2 separate regions of the Sus scrofa genome follow, and region 2 is linked to region 1. A link is a contact called in public HiChIP or PLAC-seq data. All regions are on one chromosome and are shown on one strand. The core of a region is the stretch at or near the end of the contact, and the rest is flanking DNA. Distances in the headings are between cores, read along the strand shown.

The links. HiChIP or PLAC-seq counts read pairs in DNA pulled down with a chosen protein or histone mark.
Region 2: an H3K27ac HiChIP or PLAC-seq map of skeletal muscle shows a contact between it and region 1. The contact joins the enhancer-like site here to the promoter of ZBED5 in region 1. A contact is called at or near these places in 7 of 47 Hi-C or Micro-C datasets (alveolar macrophages, blood, heart right ventricle and 2 more) and 2 of 2 datasets of contacts at active chromatin or transcription factors (alveolar macrophages and skeletal muscle).

Annotation. Positions count from the first base shown.
Region 1 is chr2:48,622,442-48,628,691 of Sscrofa11.1, forward strand. ZBED5 (zinc finger BED domain-containing protein 5) reads left to right here and starts at 1,861. Exons shown (of 3, transcript XM_021083322.1): 1 at 1,861-2,771; 2 at 4,572-4,684; 3 at 5,722-6,250. The coding sequence starts at 5,893.
Region 2 is chr2:48,680,827-48,686,756 of Sscrofa11.1, forward strand. No RefSeq gene overlaps it. Among named protein-coding and RNA genes, the nearest start is that of EIF4G2, 17 kb to the left of the region's middle. Within about 2 kb of position 2,290, at least 23 of the 83 cell types and tissues checked have an H3K27ac peak or open chromatin away from gene starts, as enhancers often do. A contact at or near this core is called in alveolar macrophages and skeletal muscle, where this site is marked.

The sequences.
Region 1 (6,250 bases), core at 611-3,110:
CTTTTTTTTTTTTTTTTTTTTTTTTTGGTTGTGGCATGCAACACCTTGACGTGGGATCTCAGTTCCCAAACCAGAGATTGAACCAGGCCACTGCCATGAAAGTGCCAAATCCTATCCACTAGACCACCAGGGAGCTCCCAATTATTTATCTTTTAACTGGAAGTTTGTACCTTTTGACTGCCTTCATCCAATTCTCCCATGCCACCCACCCACTCACCCTCACCTATAGATCTTAAAAGTTCACAAAGCACACCTCACCATAGTGATTATTAACTTTTACAGAAATAATGAAGTGTATTAATTTACCATCTTCATATTAAAGGTGACACATTGTGGCAGGCATGGAGATAGGCCACTCAGATCCTTCTTCAAGAAAGGACTTGCTGCCCTGTTCAGGGGCAGATGGTGTGATCAGTAGATGGCCTCCAGCTGTCAGTTCATTCAGGGTCTGCCTTAGCTGCAATCCTGCCCTTTCTGGGCATTTACTATCTGAGGGAGGAAGGAGTATAGAGAGGGTGGGAGTGGGACACTGACTCCAGAGCTCCCTCTCTCACCATCTGCTTCTGGCAAGTTTAACTGCAATGCAAACTAACCCTCCCAACCAATGTGAACGGAATTGCCATCTCAGACCTCTTTCAGCAACTAAGGCTGCAAATTTGGGATATCAGTCAAAATACTTGTTACTACTTCCAGTGATGATTTTACTTGAGCTCCAGGTAACTAATTGAGTTTCTTTTTAATGGTGAAGCTCTACTTGCTTTTACCCAATATATTACCGTAATCTTATTTGAAATTGTTTTATGCACGTACACACTCTACCCAGACACACATGGCTTGTAGTTCCCACAACCACATTGCACCTAATCTTGGCTCTGCCGTTAATTAGCTGTGGGAACTTGGGCAATTTATTTACCAATCTGTGCTCAATTTCCTTACCTGTAAAACAGGCATAGTCATCTGATAGGTTTGTGAAGAGTAAAGGAGCTAGTACACTTAAACATGTGCAGCTAGAAACAGCTGCTGCCGATAACTGTGTATTCAATAAATTATTATCATTATTGGTCCAAATTCTACATTGTCTATATATTTTCTTGCCTGTTTCAGCAACAAACATTCTATAGTAATTTATTGACTAAGTAATTACATAAAAAGTTCTTTATGTTTCAACCCCTTAATTATCAGATTCTTCAAATTTTAGGACATAGGTTAAACCCTAGACTTGACTTCAGTTGAATTTGTTATCATCTGTTTTGGATGTTTCCAACTCATGAAGATGTAAACCAGATGTGTGAAGATTAAATTGGGAGCATACATGCAAAAGCTTTTCTGAAATATAAAACATGAAAAATGTGCAATATTATTCCACTACTACTGTGATTCTAGAAAACTCCTACAATTACAAAATTCTTTGCTCTTCAAATAAAATTGCACCCCCTCCCCAAAATGATTTCCCCCTTGGTGGTTAAAGCTCAAATGAAGCTGATTCAACAGGAATAATTTTAAAATAATAAGACACATGATAGCCTACCATGGGCAAAGATCTGAAGATGTTGAACTGACTTTAAAACATTTAGGGCTGAATGTTGGCATCATTTTCAGTCGTAGGAAATTGTCTATTTCAGTCCTCCAGACAAATTGTTATAAAAGGTTAGACTTCTTTCAAAACCTAAGAAATTTATTCGCATATCAAAGAAGCATATCTAAGAAAGCAAACGCTGCCCTTGCTTTTGACCACAGGTTGGGAATTTTCTGTCATTGGTACAGTGCCTGCAACGATGATCCAATTTTCATTTGGTTATTTCCACGGGCCCTCCAAAAGCTAAAATACTGCAAACAATGGGACCCACTGTTTAATGTACTTTAACAAAATCCTTCCAAGTAATGTGCATATTTTAAGATGCCAGTTTGGAAAAATAGACTATAGGTCGCCACGACGGATCTCACACAAAATGGAATAATGGACTACAGAGCCCGAGGCCTTCTGCTGCGTTGTTTTTAAATACAGAGGAGGGGCGTAGAAAACTAGGCTTAAAGCATCCGAACGCTGTAGCAAGCAGAGTATTCCAAAGCTCTATGCGTTCCTCCCGCGAGGGTGCCACTTGCGGGGGGCGCAAAGACACAGCAAGCGGACTCTTTCCCGCTGACACTGCGGAGATGCCGCTATCCCTACAAATTCCTACACCCGGCTCCCCGACCCCACCTATGGTCACCCAAGAGCTGCGCCCCGGCAACCTCTGGCTCAGCTCCCAGCTCGGCCCCCTAGGGGCCCCCGACACGCCAGCGTCGGGGAGGGGCGGGGAAGGGAGAGGGCGTTTTCTGCCTGGATTCCAGTGGGAAAACAAGAAAAAGAGGAGGCGGTTGCGCAACCTCGGCCCGGGGTGCGGCTCAGGGAACAAAGAGCGAAATCCCCAGCAGTTGAGGCTTTGCGAATCCACCCAAATCAACGCCGCCAGGGCAGAGCCCCAGTGCTTATGGGCACGCAGATTTCTCGAGGCCAGTCCAGCCCTACAGCATCACAAATGCTCTTTACTCTGCATTGTAACGAGCGCCCAGACTGCCTCGAGCCCGGGGAAGTTTGAAAACAATCGCTTCACGTCGGGTATTTGTTCAGCTACTGCAAGCGCACGAATCCAGCGCGGCGGCGACTGCTAGGCCGCGCCTCAACCGAGCTTGGTCCTTTCCTTTGGTCCCGCCCCTCTGCTCAGCGCGGATTGGTGGCGAGGAGCAATTCCGCTGCTGATTGGTCGGCTACGGAGTCGCTCGTGGAGACTGTAAGTTCGGGTGCCCGCGGAGTGCTAAATTTATCTTCAGACAAGCGACCGCGCCAGCCGCGAATCGGATCCCTATGGAGGTGGCATAGGCGATATCCCAGAGCTGAGAGCATCACCCGGCCCCCGAATCCTTCTTTCCTCTATTTTGTTTTTCATTTTCCCTCCTCCTCCCTCTCCCCTTACCCTTTCCCCTTCCAGTCCGCGACGACTGGCTCTTGACCCTGTTCAGGCCTCTGTGAAGGTGAGGACCAGGGCCGCCGCGGCGGCTGAGCGGTGCGCTCTGAAATGGCCGCTGCCATGAGCTTCGTAAAATGGCGGCCGCGGGCTCAGCTGGGGGCCGCGGCGCTGCGCTGCACTGCAGCCCAGCCGCAGCCGAGACCGTTCTTTCCATCACTGATGGAGATGAAGGAGAAAGATAGTGTCGGGTGCTGAGACGTTTTCCTGTGGGTGTTAGCTGAGGCGACCGCCCGGGGACGCGAGAGGAGTTCCGTGAGCGAGGGTGGACTAAGACAGGAAGCCAGCCCCCAGCTGTGGCGGGCAGCGCGCACCAGTGACAAGGAGCCGAGGGATAGCTGGTCCCGGGCTGCACATCGAGGTGACCGTTTAAAAAAATCATTGAGGTGCAGAGCGGGGTGTCCGTGCCCACCTCCCGCCTAGGCTTTATGAATGGACTACCCGCCCTCCGTCTCCCAAGGGTATTGTTCAAAGCCGAAACCGACTGAGGGTGGGGGTGAATACCTGTCACTTTAATCGGAAGAGACAAAAAACGAGCCCCCCCCCCATACTCCGCTTTTCAGGGAGTCAAGTAGAAACTTTGGGGAGACCAGTGTCTTTGTCCTCGAGAGATTCGGGGAAGCACCTCTAAAAAAGTGGGGATGAGGCCCCCCCTTCCTCAAAACAAAGCGTCCCACTGTGTCGTGTCCTCTGGCAGCAAGGAAGAGGGATCCTAACCTTTTAGGTCACCCATGAAGTTCTCTGTTGCTCAATCCCATTCAGAACTGTGGAGAGACAGTCTGCTCTTTTGCTCCCAATAATGGAAAAGTAGGGCTTTAGATCCTCGACCTTCTGACAGTTGTAATCCATTAATTTCATTTCTTTCTTCACCGTCCAACTCTTGGTACCAGATTTTTTAGTGCTTGGGAAATTAAGAGTATTCAAGGACACCCAAGCAGTGATTAGGCACGTGGGCTCTGCAGTCGAACTTTGGGGTTCAGGTCTTAGTTCTTCACAAATATATTAACTTAGCAACTGACTTAATGTCTCTGTGTCTATTTATTCTCCCTAAAGGGGGCTTTTAGTAATAGTTCTTGACTCTCAGGTTTGCTTTGAGAATTAAATGAGTTAATCTACAAAGGATTTAAGTTACTGGCACATAGTAAACTAATCACTCAATAAACATTAGTAATCTGTGAAGCTTAGTTTTTGAGACAAGAGTAGTTTAAACAAAAAGGCAGAGTTCATGTAACGCTTCCACACATAAATTCCATTTTAGATTACGTTCAGTGCTTAGTTTTAGAAACATGAATGTGTACTTTAAAAAGTTAGGTTTAGTTTGTGAAAGTTTTTAATGTCTTTCTATGAAGTTGATGGGGGAGCACTTCAAAACAAATTACCAGGGTTGTAAACAGTATGAAAATATTAGCATTTTTACTATGCTAGGCATCTAGCTCAGTGCAAGATCTGCATTGTGATGAAGAATCATTTGCACTGCATGGCTCTAAAATAAATCATAAAAGTTATCGTCTTAGAGGTTTGTAGTTCTGCTTTCGCAATATCTAATTTTAATTTTTCTCATTTTAGGCTCTTGGTTACTTCCCTTCTACCCAGTCCCTTAAATTTATTTTTTTGAAGAGTGCATTTCAAGCTGCCAAGGTGGAGAGAGTGATTGCAGAAGGGAGTGCTGCTCAATTCAGGTATCTTATCCTCTAGCCGTTACTAGGAAAACCGTTTTGATTCAGGATCTGCCATGTGATTCCAAAGCTTACCTTGTAGCCAAATTATAAAGTTTACCTAAAAAGTAGATTTATGTACATGGATAATAGATTTGTCTATTGCCTTAACTTATAAAGTTAGTATTCTTTAGAGGCCCTAAGATTTGCATTACCCTTCCATTTAATTATGTTTTTTAAAAACTACTCTGTGAGGAATAGACCTTTTAAAATGAGAGTTTATGTTTTCTTTTAAGTCCTTAAGCCTTCACCTAAAGAATAATGGATGCAGAGTAATCAGTAAAATATATATACATATTACTTTGAATGAGTCTTGTTTTGCATAATATAAATATTTGTGTAATTTTAAGTTTAGAGAAATAGTAACTAACTTTTAAGTTACAGTTTATTTTTCAGTGTTAGCATGTGATATTTGGGATAAAACCAAATTCTGTTTTGCAAAACTTTGATCTGTTTGTGTGTTTTTGACATAGGTCATCAGAATAGTTGCTAGCTCTGAAAGGAGACTTCAGATGTGTAATGGTATCAACAGTGAATGTCTCTAATGACAGTAGGCATCAGAAAGCTAAAAGAGATTCCAAGATACTGTGTACCATGAAAGGGGTTGGTAAATTATGGCTCCATGCTCCCTCTTTGTAAATTGAAATTTGTTGGAACAAATTGCTTCATTCTTTAACATATTGTCTATGGCTGCTGCCATGCTCTATGTACAAAGTTGAGTAGTTGCAATAGAGACCATATGGCCCATAAAGTAAAAAATATTTATCATATGGTCCTTTACAGGAAAAGTTAGCCAACCCCTGCCGTGGGACCTCAGATTTTCTTCCTTAAAAATACTCTTATCAACTCTTCATTATTTCTTAATCCAATTGTTCCTAAACTATTCTATAGAATATTATCTAAGTTAATAAGTGTTGTGAGAAACAGATCAATGCTAACAGTTTTTTCTTTATAACGTATTTTAAAATATATGTTTAAGACTACTAAACTCATTTCTATAGCTTTTATTTTTATGTGATAATCTACCTTTAAGAAAAGGTGTGCCTACCTGAAAGCACCAGGAAGTCGAATGAGAGATCACCTGATACACGAACGTGTGATGTTCCATCTGCGCATTGATGCATAGGCAACATTTACAGATTAACTAATGTGTTCTATATATCATCTCTTTGATGATCGCTCATCTTCTATGTATCCTGTCTTATAATTTCAACACATTTGTGATACTCAATGTTTATTCTAAATTAACCATGTTTTGTACCACAAATACATTGCCTATGGATCTGTTGCTGAAACAAGGAAGTCTTAAACAAGAAGTAGAATCTTTTTGTTATCAAATTGTGTCTGAATCAAATGATCAAAAGGTTGGAATATTACAGAGTGAAGATGAGCAGTTGCAGCCTTCAGTTTCTAAAAATTCAGAAGGTGAGCTTTCTAGGGTCAAATTTATGTCCAATTCCAACAAAATAACAACATTTAGTAAGAAACCAAAAAGAAGAAAATACGATGAAAGTTACTTGTCTTTTGGAT
Region 2 (5,930 bases), core at 1,040-3,539, 59 kb after region 1:
AGTGACAGGCTGTGTGTTTGTATCCAATTCCCTTCAGAGTGTGAGGAGCATGACATTTGTGGCTGTTTTCTCTCACTGCTGTATCCACAGCACCTAGAACAGTGCCTAGAATGTGTAAGTGCTCAAGTATTGAACCACATCACAAATAAGTTTGTGGCAGGACCTGGACATAGAAGAAGGAAAGAGAAGTGGAAAGAACTCTGATCTAGAGTTCATTCCTCTCACTTGGCAAGGTCATCTTAGGCAAGATATTTCGTTTCTCCAAGTCTCAATTGGTTTTGGAAACGTGGCTGATGTATGAGGATTGCCACAAGAACTAAAGGTGGTACATGGGCAGTTACTAGCAGGGAGCTTCACAGCTAGTCCTTCAATGTGTGTGTGAATGTCTGACCTCAGTGGCTTTTCCAAGACTTGTCACCGTGAGAACTTCGAGCCTGCGCTTCCAATCACCAGCCAAGTCCATTGGGCATTTCTCAATGCTTTTTTTTCTTGTCAAAAGCTTTCAGCAGTTTACTGTTCTAATTTCCTCTCAGGCATCTCCTTGGTCTCCTAGTAAGGCTCTCTTGTAGCCTCGTTCATGAGCTGTTCTGCTTTCCTTCCTTGACACTGTCACCCCAGTTACCACCTGTGCTGCTGACATCTCTCTTTTCAGAACATCAAACTTTACATCCAACCAGCCCCTGGAATGAGTGTAATGTACCACAAGCACTTCAAACTCAACATGTCCATCACTAAACTCCCAAACCAACATTTCCTCTTCAGGGTTCCAAACCAAAAAGCCTGTGCACTTCTTTATCTTCCTCTTACTCTCCACCAATTCACCATGTGTTATCTTCCATCATGGCTCTTGAAGCCCTTCTCTCCATGTTTCATCACTGCACCACCCTGGTCCAAGCACCATCGTCTCATGCCTGAGTGACCACCATAGGTTTCCACATGGTCTCCCTGCCTTTCCTCTTGCTCTTGCTCATTCTCCACATTGCCATCAGAGCAGTCTTCTATAAAAGTCTGATCCTTCCTCTGCCCTTCAGGAGCTCCCAGTTTTCTTCAGACTAAGATGCAATTCTTAATCTAACAGTCAAGGCCCCAAGTCATCTACTGTGTGCCCCCTTTTACATTCTTTTTATTTTCAGGCCTTTGCACAGGCTGTTCCTCTGCCTGGAATATTGCTGTTCTTAGTGTTAAACCCACCTCTCTGTGCCCTTCATCTAGCTTATTTATTCTTCCTCATCCTGTGCCTGAATGTCCCATGTTGGAAAACCTACATTTTTCTGCCAAGGCTGTGAGGGTTCTTCACTACAAAGAACAAATTAAGCCAAAAGGGAATTTTGGAGCTTGGGGGATCCACAGAAAGCACAGAGAACCATTTTTAAAAATGAATGGGGAGTTCCCGTCGGGGCACAGAGGAAATGAATCCGACTAGGAACCATGAGGTTGCGGGTTCAATCCCGGACCTTGATCAGTGGGTTAAGGATCTGGCGTTGCCGTGAGCTGTGGTATAGGTCACAGATGCAGGTCAGATCCTTTGTGGCTGTGGCTGTAGTGTAGGCTAGCAGTTCAGCTCTGATGCGACCCTTAGCCTGGGAACTCCCATACACTGAGGTGTGGCCCTAAAAAGCAAAAAAATAAAAAATCCTTGACTTTTTCCTCAGTTGTGGCTGTCCCGGCCTTAAGATTTCCCAGTGCCTCCAATTTAATTACAAAGCACCCAGTTCACCAGACATTAGTCATTCATTTGTACGTACACAAGTGAGCACCTCATCTGTGCCAGCGCCATCTCAACCCTCAGGGAGCCCACTGTCCAGCGGGGGAGCAGACAGGACCAGAACCCGTGGCCCTGGGGCAGGTGGACACACTGAGATGGGAGCAAGGAGCCACCTGAACTGAGAGGAGGAAACATCCTGGAAGAAGTTGAGACTTTTAAGAGTCACTTTCCTGGCAAACATTTGAGGGAGGGCTTTCCAGGCACAGGCAGGGAACCCAATTCCGCCTTCCTCTTGGCTCCACAGAGCTTATGTCTCCAACTCTACAGCAGGACGAAGTCCATGCGACCCTTCTGAATGAGGGTTCATCCTGCAGCTGCTGGAGGACAGCAGCTGTGCAGCGGGGCCAGGAGGATAGGGAGTCAGAAAGCTCTTTCCCACTGATCTCAATAGAATTTGAGACAGCCTTCCTAGTAGCAGCCTCCAGAGAGAGCCAGGGTTCTCCTGAAAGGGACTTCTGAGCACAGAGCAGAGAGGAGCAGCAAGAGGACACTGAAGTCACACACGCTGCCCAGACCGCAGGCTGTCCTCCCAGCCTCCCTACCTGGACTTAGTCCAGGAGGTTGGCCAAGGACAAGGCCACCCATTAGGCCTTGGATGGGATGCTGTCTCTCTAGCACCCTCTGCTGGCTCCCAGGAGAAGATCCCTTTGGCCCAAGGATACAAGTGTCCTTGTCCCATAGAAAGGCAGCAAGGACCTATTGAACATGCTGATCAATGGGAAAAGGGACAGTGAGAGTTTTGGCATCATCTGTGAATGATGCAATGATGTTGACTGATAAGCAGAGAATCCTTGGGCTGCTCAGGTCTGCATGGGACATGCTGAGTCACAGACCAGAGCCTGCAGAGCCAGCTCCCTCAGTAATTATTTCCATGAGCTTAGGCCAATCGCTTTACCTCTCTGGGTTTCATTTGCCTTATCTGTGAAATAACTTGGTTTGTCCATGTCCTAGAGTCGCTGCAAGGAGCCAGATCGACACATAATGAAAAACAGCGTTGGATAGGTGTGGGATTGCTCTACAAGTCCATTCAGCTCATAAATATTTATTAAGTCCCAACTATGTGCCAGGCACTACTCCAGTGAATGAGACAAAGCCTCCTTTTGGAGCAAACAATCTGGGTGACAGAGAATAAGCATATATACAGTGTCAGTAGTAGAAAGTGCTCATAGAGAAATCAACAGAACAAGAGATGAGGAGTGCTGTGAATGCCACTTGAAATAGGGTATTCAGGGAAGGTCTTAAGAAGTGACCTTTGAGCAAAGATCTAAATAAAGCGAGGGAATGAACTAAGCAGATATGTGGAAGAAGACGGGAAGCAAAGCCAATGGCCAAGATGGGAACACACGTGGAGTGCCTGAGGGTCAACACAGGAGTCAGGGCGGCTGAACAAAGAGGCGCCTGAGGCTGGAGGGGCAGGCAGGGGAGACACGTAGTTGGACATAGTAATGACTTTGGTTTTTATTCTAAAGGTAATGGACGCCCTTTGGAGAATTACTATTATTATTAATGATATCAATAACTCATTAATACTCCAGTGCTATACTACGGCACAGCATATCATTATTCTAGCTAACATTTCTCAAGAAATTTAGTATATATTCTCAAGCATTTAGTATATGCCAGGCTGGACTAGGTACATCGATCATTCCAGTTTCCCAGGCGCCTTGAGGCAGGTACATTGCCATCTCTATTTTATCGATGAGGCTCAGTGAAATTGAGCATCTTGCCCAAGATCTTTCATTTGTTCATTGAGTGGTTGGGGCACCTTCTACATGCTCTTTGGAAGGGCTAGGACAGAGTTTTAAGTCACAAGGCTGTGATTCTTACCCGGCACTCAACCCAAGAGCCAGCCCTCATCACTAAGATATACCGCTGTGCATTAAGGGGTCAAAGAGGAGGAAAGGAAGGGAGAGACACGTCCCAGCAGCAATGACCCCCTCCATCCTGGGGGTGTGCAATCAAAGCCAGATGAGCCCATGAGGGCAGAGGCGTGCTTCTGAGCCTCGGACCTAGGACCTGAGGTGAGGAGCTGGAAGCCTCCAAGTCCCCCATGATGGGTCGACCTGTGTCTCCCTCAAAGATAGTTGGTGTCCAAAAAAAAAAAAGGAGTTCCTATGTTCCTGTAGTGGCGCAGTGGAAACAGATCCGACTAGGAAACATGAGGTTGTGGGTTCAATCCCTAGCCTCGCTCAGTGGGTCAGGAATCCAGCATTGCCATCAACTGCTGGTGTACGTCAAAGACTTGGCTCAGATTTGGCATTGCTGTGGCTGTGGCTGGCAGCTATAGCTCTAATTGGACCCCTAGCCTGGGAACCTCTATGTGCCTCAGGTGTGGCCCTAAAAAGCAAAAAAAGAAAAAAGAAAAGAAAATAGGAGTTCCCGTCGTGGCGCAGTGGTTAACGAATCCGACTAGGAACCATGAGGTTGTGGGTTCGATCCCTGGCCTTGCTCAGTGGGTTAAGGATCCGGCGTTGCTGTGAGCTGTGGTGTAGGTTGCAGACGCGGTTCGGATCCTGCGTTGCTGTGGCTCTAGCGTAGGCCAATGGCTACAGCTCTGATTCGACCCCTAGCCTGGGAACCTCCATATGCCGAGGGAGCGGCACAAAGAAATAGCAAAAAGACAAAAAAAAAAAAAAAAAAAAAAAAAAAAAAAGAAAAAGAAAAAGAAAAAAAGAAAATAGTTGGTGTCCTGACTCTAGGTCCCTGCCCATGTGACCTTATCTGGAAATCAGGTCTTTGCAGGTGTCATCAAATTAATGAGGTCAATACAGGGTCCTACCACAGAGCACAGGGAACTAGACTCAACATCCTGTGATCAACCATAACTGAAGGGAATGTGAAAAAGAATGTGTGTAAGGGAGCTCCTGCTGTGGCACAAAGGGATAGGTGGTGGCATCTTGGGAGCCGCTGGGGCTTGGATTCAATCCCCAACCTGGCATGGTGGATTAGGGATCCGGCTCTGTTCTGATCCCTGGCCCGTGTACTCCATATGGTGGCAGGGTGGCCAAAAGTGACTAAAAAACAAAACAAAGCAAAGCACCCACAAAAAACAAAAACAATGAGTGTATAACTGAGTCACTTCAATGTACAGCAGAGATGAACACAACATTGTCAATCAACCCTACTTCAGGGACATATAAGAGATGAGGTCAGTAGGGTGGACCAATTCCAAAATGATGGTGTCTGTGCTTAAAAGAAGAGACAGAACGTGATGCATAACGAGAGAAAAATAATGTATATATATGTGTGTGACTGCAGAAAATTGACAGAACACTGTAAACCAACTCTAATGGAAAAAAATAAAAATAATTAATTAAAAAAAGATGTCAAAAAAAAAAAAAAGAAGAGACATATACAGATGCACAGGGAGAGCACCATGTGATGCCAGAGGCAGAGACTGGAGGGACAGTTCTGCAAAATGAGGAATGCCACTGATTGCCTGCAGCACCAGAGGCAGAGAGAGGCTCTCCCCTCAATATCAGACTTCTAGCCTCCGGAACTGGCAGAGGAGAAATTTCTATTAGGAAAACAGGCTACCCCACTTTTTTTGGCCACACCTATGGCACACAGCAACTCAAACCCAAGCCACAGCAACAACCCCAGCCACAGCAGTGACAACGCTGGATCCTTAACCCACTGAGCCACCAGGGAACTCCAGGCTACACTTTTTTATTTTTATTTTTATTTTTTTTTTGCTTTTTAGGGCCACATCTGTGGCATATAGAAATCCAGAGGCTAGGGGTTGACTCGGAGCTACAGCTGTTGGCCCACACCACAGCCATAGCAATGGTAGATCCAAGCCGCATCTGTGACCTACACCACAGCTCACGGCAGTGCCAGATCCTTAACCTGCTGAGCAGCGAGGCCAGGGATTGAACCCGAATCCTCATGGATATGAGTCAGGTTCGTAACCCACTGAGCCACAACAGCAAGCCCCAGGCTACACTTTTTGAGCCCCGGTGATATGCCTGGCTCAGGGCTCATGGGGCACATTATTGTATTTGATTCTCAAATGAATCCCAGGCTGCAGACATCCTCTCAATCTAAATAGTAGGAAACTGGGGCCAAGGGAGATGAAGCCACCATTCAAAGGCACATAGTTTGTCAGTGGAACAGCTCAGATCTAGAGTTTGAATAATACTAAAGCTAAATACTAATACTAAAG